Linked DNA regions of Gossypium arboreum: region 2 is linked to region 1. A link is a contact called in public Hi-C data. All regions are on one chromosome and are shown on one strand. Each heading gives the region's core, a stretch centred on a gene start, on an enhancer-like site or on the middle of the called end of the contact. The rest is flanking DNA. Distances are from core to core; before and after follow the strand shown.

What was found. Hi-C and Micro-C count contacts between places; a contact is called where the count stands out from the background.
Region 2: a contact with region 1 is called in a Hi-C map of leaf, with 4 times the contacts expected there. The contact joins the promoter of LOC108487474 here to the promoter of LOC108453864 in region 1. A contact is called at or near these places in 2 of 5 Hi-C or Micro-C datasets (both in leaf).

Annotation. Positions count from the first base shown.
Region 1 is chr10:100,283,073-100,286,130 of ASM2569848v2, reverse strand. LOC108453864 reads right to left here and starts at 1,405. Exons shown (of 3, transcript XM_017752238.2): 1 at 1-1,405. The coding sequence starts at 610. LOC108453990 reads right to left here. Exons shown (of 4, transcript XM_053020664.1): 3 at 2,946-3,058; 4 at 1,548-2,163. The coding sequence ends at 1,943.
Region 2 is chr10:100,567,463-100,570,520 of ASM2569848v2, reverse strand. It overlaps LOC108487474 (histidine-containing phosphotransfer protein 1-like), which reads right to left and starts at 1,610. Exons shown (of 6, transcript XM_017791828.2): 1 at 1,208-1,610; 2 at 928-1,058; 3 at 777-845; 4 at 528-599; 5 at 374-446; 6 at 1-281. The coding sequence starts at 1,267. The coding sequence ends at 222.

The DNA of each region.
Region 1 (3,058 bases), core at 156-2,655:
TAATGACATTCCTCCGATTGATTCGGCCGGTGATCGTGTCTGATGAGCCCTCGTTTACGTCTTCGATGAAGCTGAGAATTTTACTCTGTGCCAAAGATATCTCATTATCAGGAAGGTTGATTGAAACCTTGAGGTTTGATCTCGAGAGCTTGTTTTGGTTGTGGGAATCATGCAAGGGAGATTGCTTGAGTATACTCTTGGGATAACAATTCGGAGACTTGTTATGAACGTCGAACTCAAACGGTGCTTTGAATCCAAGAAAATCATCGTCTCTGTAGCTAAATAAACCGGCTTCCTCAGCTTCCGAAATGGCAGGTGCAAGAGAGAACATAGCAACATTAAACGTTGCAATTCTTATCGGCCTTTGGGGATTACAAAATCCCAAGTTGCCAAACAAATCAATGTCAGAACCTTTCGTTCCAATGTCGCCTTTTCTATGAACTTTGGAGTTCAACCTCCCCAATCTCCGGATGATAACCTTCGGCCTCGGTCGCTTGCGCATCAGCCACTGAATTCTTGAGCAAAGATTCCATAGTTTTCTTCTCAAAACCTTCAACATGGAAGACCCTTGATTACTGCAAAAGAACTGTTGAATCTTCCTGGTCTGCATTGGAGAGAAGTGGAAATGTGGGTGCAAATTGCAAAGACTTGAAAAAAAAAGTAGCTAAAAGGACAAAAGACCCTCAACTGCCCCCTCAAGTAGTGTGGCGGGAGTTGAAAATTCGCGCTAAGATTGTTGATCTCCTTCAACAACACGCCAACCTAAACTAACTGCTACCAATGATATCAAACCAAGGTTCTTGTCTTTGTCTTTGTTTTTGATTGGTGTTGTTATACTGCCATTTAGACTGAACACGTGTCACTTTCAAAAGGTACTAAATGAATACCTGAAGACAATTTTTCACCTCCCGCCAGCTGAACTGCCCTCGACCGTTCAGCCTCCCAAAACTATCTGCGCTATGAAGACCACTCATTGTGAGAGAGAACATCCCAACATCCCCTTGAACATCCCAACATCCCCTTTCATCAAGTTACCCTCTCATCTAACGATCCATTTTTCAGTGTAAACACTCTCCTGAAAAACCACTAGGGCCACTATCCAAGCATAACAATCTCATACTTCCTCAAAAAAATATCACTACTACCAAACAAGAAGTATCACCCATAAATAACAGACACATCACCGCTACCAAACAAGTAAATCCTATAAATATCAAATAAAAGATCTATAACACTAGTACATTCTCCTCCCTAACTCTTCTTTTGTTGAAATTTGTACCAACAGGTCTAATACATATTCGGATCAAACATATTCAGATTAATATGCACTGTAAAATCAAAAGAAAATATTGGGTATGCTTGTATCAAACACACATACTCATATCAGACATTAAGCTTAATTTAAATGCAAAAGAGACTTGCCAATCACAAATGAAAACGCGATCAAACTAGGGCAGAAAATGCACGTGTTACACATAGCCATGTCTGGTCTTAATTTGTTAGCTATCCACTGAAAATGAACCACCCCATGAGTTTTTAATCCTTGGTTTTGGGGTCATAAGGCAACTTTTATATTGCATCTTGTTGACTTCGTATGTAAACAAAAATATCCCAAGAAAAAAAGAAACAATTATTGTAAAGTACAAAACAATAATGTGAAAATACCATTACAATTACAGAAGATGCTTTAATCAAAGCAATTAACACAAAATTCAATTATTGCCACTCTGAAAAGGGGTCCCTTTGCAAACTTTTCCATGGATTCACAGAGGAACTTCCTTCAATAATCAAACTTCATTTTGGTCCATGGTTAGGTAGAATCTGTTTGCCACATGTTAACAACAATTTTCAATAGGTTGGACCATTGAACCAAATTACCTTTAATCTTTAGTGGTGAACGTTGTATGGTTTGCAGGATCAAATCTATATTTAAATCCTTCAATCACTCATCAGGGAACAATGAATCCAAAAGGTTGGAAGAAGATACACCATTTTTTCCATCCTCAAAGAATCCATTGGAAGCACTTTCCCTTCTTGATTTTCGCTCCTCAATGATACGATCATCTGTTTCTGTGCAGTATTTTCGGCTCAACTGTTTTAAAGGTTTCTCAGCCACAACAAACTTGTTTCCATCACGGATTCTCTCTGAAAAACCTGCCCAAACTGCGCAAGGTCGCATATTAAAAAGCTATGTTACTCAGAACAGGAATGGTATATTCATTTTTTCCTAAATTTTTAACATATTTAATGGATCCTTAGAAGGTCATGTCCCACACCAGTATCCCTATGTTGCATCAAATACGGGTGTCAAACATGACTACTTCAAGAAAAAAGAATTGTGGGAACAAAACATAGTTAATAAGACCAACAGGCTAACAAACAGGTTGCCTAAATAACTTAAGAGAAAGGCTAGTATCCACTTCAAAGACAAGTGAAACATGTTCAACATCCTCCTTTTGATTCCACAAGGACCACAAGTTGGACATAAGCAACAAAATCTAGACAACAGTCAAGAAACACCATGGAGAGGAAACCCCTAGTTTAACTTTGGCTTTCGTATAATGGATAATAGGAAGAAGTGATCTGCACTTAAAAGGCGCTAATGACCATTTGTTGCAAGTAAAAGAACCAAGTTTAATTAGCTAGGTACATACAATAAACACGTGAATATGAGCCTCACAACTTATACTAGTTGCTAGATAACCAATCCAATAGGAAATAAAAAAACTATTTATAAGAACTTTATGATTTTAATGGTTCATGATCTTTTGACTCTTGACTAGTGTTCTCTAAAATCTAAGGCAGGCATACTAATCTTCCCAACAATCCTTGGAAAAAATTAACTTTCTCCATCATCAACTTTACTGGTGAAAGAAGTCATGAAATGAAAACTAAAGACATTTATAGAGTAAGATAAGATAAGATTAGATTGAAATTGGGAATACCTCCAAAATGATGCAAAACAATGGAAGCAGCAACAGTGACATTCAAAGAGGCAGTGCCACCTCCATATTGAGGAATGTAAACAAAGAAATCACATATCTCACATTCCTTAGCT
Region 2 (3,058 bases), core at 361-2,860, 280 kb before region 1:
GGAAGAAACAGTATTAATTGAAGAGGAAATTTATCAACAGAAAGGTTCTTTTAGAAGTTATTTGGAGTGAAACTAGTATGAAATCTCTTCTTTCATGAACATCAAACAATCACAAACTCACTGGTAAGATTAAATAAAAAAGAGAAACCTTAAACACCATATGTTCCTATTGTATAAACCACCCCCAAAATCATTCTTTCCCCCCTTCATGTTTATGGTCCTCAAAAACCCAGTTCAATCATCGGAATCGACCCACCAGCCGCCACGATTTGCTGCTCTAACTGCGTTAACCGGGAAAAGAAAAGCATAAGAAAAAGTGGTTTTATAACTTAAGTACAACTATTTCCTTTAAGCAAAAAACTAGTGCACTAACCCTGAGCATAGTTTCAAGCTTGTTCTTCACAAGGTAATACTCTTGTTTCACTTGTTGAAGACATCTCAGTGTCCTGCAATGTTTTCAAGAACATCGTATCGAAATCTATAATATATGATAAAACGAAAAACTAGAGTGAAGTAAAGAGACTCACGCATCGATGTTCTGCTCCTCGCAGAAGCTACGAAAAGCAATGCAAGCATTTTTAACTCTCTGTGCACCAATGCTGTTGACACACACACACAAAGAACAATTGATTGTTTAATCAAACAACTTGAACATTTCAAGATTTTGTTCATTTTTCATGTTTTTTAGCCTTGTTTTTCTAGAATGGTTAGATCTAACAAGTTTAGTCAACTTTTGTAATGAAACTATGGGATCATATTGTTCTAAGGCTTTGAACCTGGAACTGCTACCCTTCAATTGATGAACATGAGCATCAACTTTTTTGAAATCTACACTTGGCTGATCTCTGTATAAGAAAAAAGACATGTTTAATGAAGAAAAAAAAAACATCCATGGCAGAAAACAAAAGGAAAAGGTGAGTTTCTTACAAAGCCATGGTGAGATCATTAAGAAGTTTCTCTGAATCATCAAAGAAAAGAGACACAACTTCAACAACAAAATCTGGGTTGCTCTCATCTTGAAGCTGTTGAAGCTGCAAAAACTGAGCATCCAAGAAACCCTTGTCCCAACAAAAAAAATAAAAAGGTACAAAAGTAAGGAAAAACCAAACATACCAAAACAAGAAGAAGAAAACAAGGACAAAAGAAAAACGAGATTTTTGTTAATAGATTTGTACATTTGAAGTTGATTTTTTTAATGGGATTTTACCTCCATAAACAAGGATTTTGTGTAGTCCACCAATCTTCTCTGCATCTGACCCACTTCCATTCTCTTTAGCCTTTGTTCTCTCTGCACATACAAAGAACTTTTCCCACTAATCAAAGCTAATGACCCAACAAAAGGTCAAAACCTCAAAGCTTGTGGCTTAAATTTAGATGTTTAGGGATGAAATGAAATGCAATAATAGCACAAAAATAAAGAACAAAAAAAGGCCCAAGAAAAGGGTATAAATGCTTTTTTGCAAACCTTTGAAAAGGATTTGATGTGAATTTAATGTTATACCCTTTGGCTCTATTTTCTTTTGAGCTATTACTGTTTTCAGTTTTCTATTACAAAATCATACTCCCTCCTTTATTTTGCTCTCTCTCTCTCTCTCTCTTCTAAATTATTTAAACACGAATGGAAATTTTATGGTTAATTTCCTTTTTATGTTGCCAACACATCACAATATATACTTTTATTAAAAATAAGTTTTATTTATCATTACAATATAATTTTTATATTTCAATTATAAATTATTTATTCATAAAAAGGAAAAGGACAAATTTTTATTTTATAAAATTACTATCAATGACTGCGTTTTAATTTAAATTAGTATAGAAATTATTATTTGTTTTTTTATATTTCTTTATCAAAAATTAAATATTAGTATACTGTGTATAGAAATTATTTATATATTTTAAAAGACATAGCATGCTGACTTGTCATATCTTAATTTTAAATGTTTATTATTTATTAACTTATTGTAGCATCAAATTATTGCTATAAATAACTGGATTACATTTCCATTTTAATTTTATCATAATAAAATATCATAATGACCCCATAAATTTGTTGATGAGAAACGTTAGGAATTTCCACAATTAAATTATTGACAGTTATGTTATCCATAATAAATTTGACTTTTCTAAACTATTTTTCCGAGATGTAGATTTTGAGTGTCTCTATAAAGATTATCTTTATCAAAAGTGTCCCTATAAAGATTTAATTTATCATGAAAATATATATACCAATTATATATGCTTGAAAATTAAAAACAATAATTACTAATAAAGCTACATTCTAATCATTTTCTAAAAAAATTATAAATTTGTGAGTATATTATTGGTAGTTAAGTTGGTAACGAATGTCAAATGTGAGACTGGTAAATTTATAATTTAGTCACTTAATTATAAGTAAGTTTATAATTTAGTCATTTAATTTCAAAAAATTATAAGTTTATTTTTCAACAATTCATAACTTTACAAATTTACACTTTGGTCACTCAATCTTCATACCATTACTCTCTAACCTAATAGTCCAAACAATATCAACAATAACTCAAGCCCAAACCCTAGCAAAGCCACTGTTAACCCCATGCCCTCACATTTAAACCAACCAGCTCAACAGCCTCACATCATTAATGTACTCACCATATTTCCCCTTCAGTCAAAACCGTAAACCAAGAAAATCCACAACTAAACCATTCATAAACCTTCCCTTGAACCAACAAACAAATATTACCACATCCAAAGCAAACAAAAATATATATAAAAAAAAAACGAAAGTTTATTGCTTTAGCAAGCCCCAAATATCACTTACAAAAACAAAGAAAAGATAATAAAAATATCAAAAAAAGATAGACTCAAACATACCAAATCAAGTTAAAAGTTAGTTAGAAAGTTTCAAGCGATAGAAATTCAATTTAAAAGGTTGGAAAGAAAGTCTTGTTTAGAAGAGGAACATATTGAATTTAAGTATCCATTCGACGATAATAAATGAAGATTAGAGAGATTTTTTATTAGGATTTTGAGATTAAATCAACAAAATTTCAAGCCATTTAACATGCTAAATGTGGCT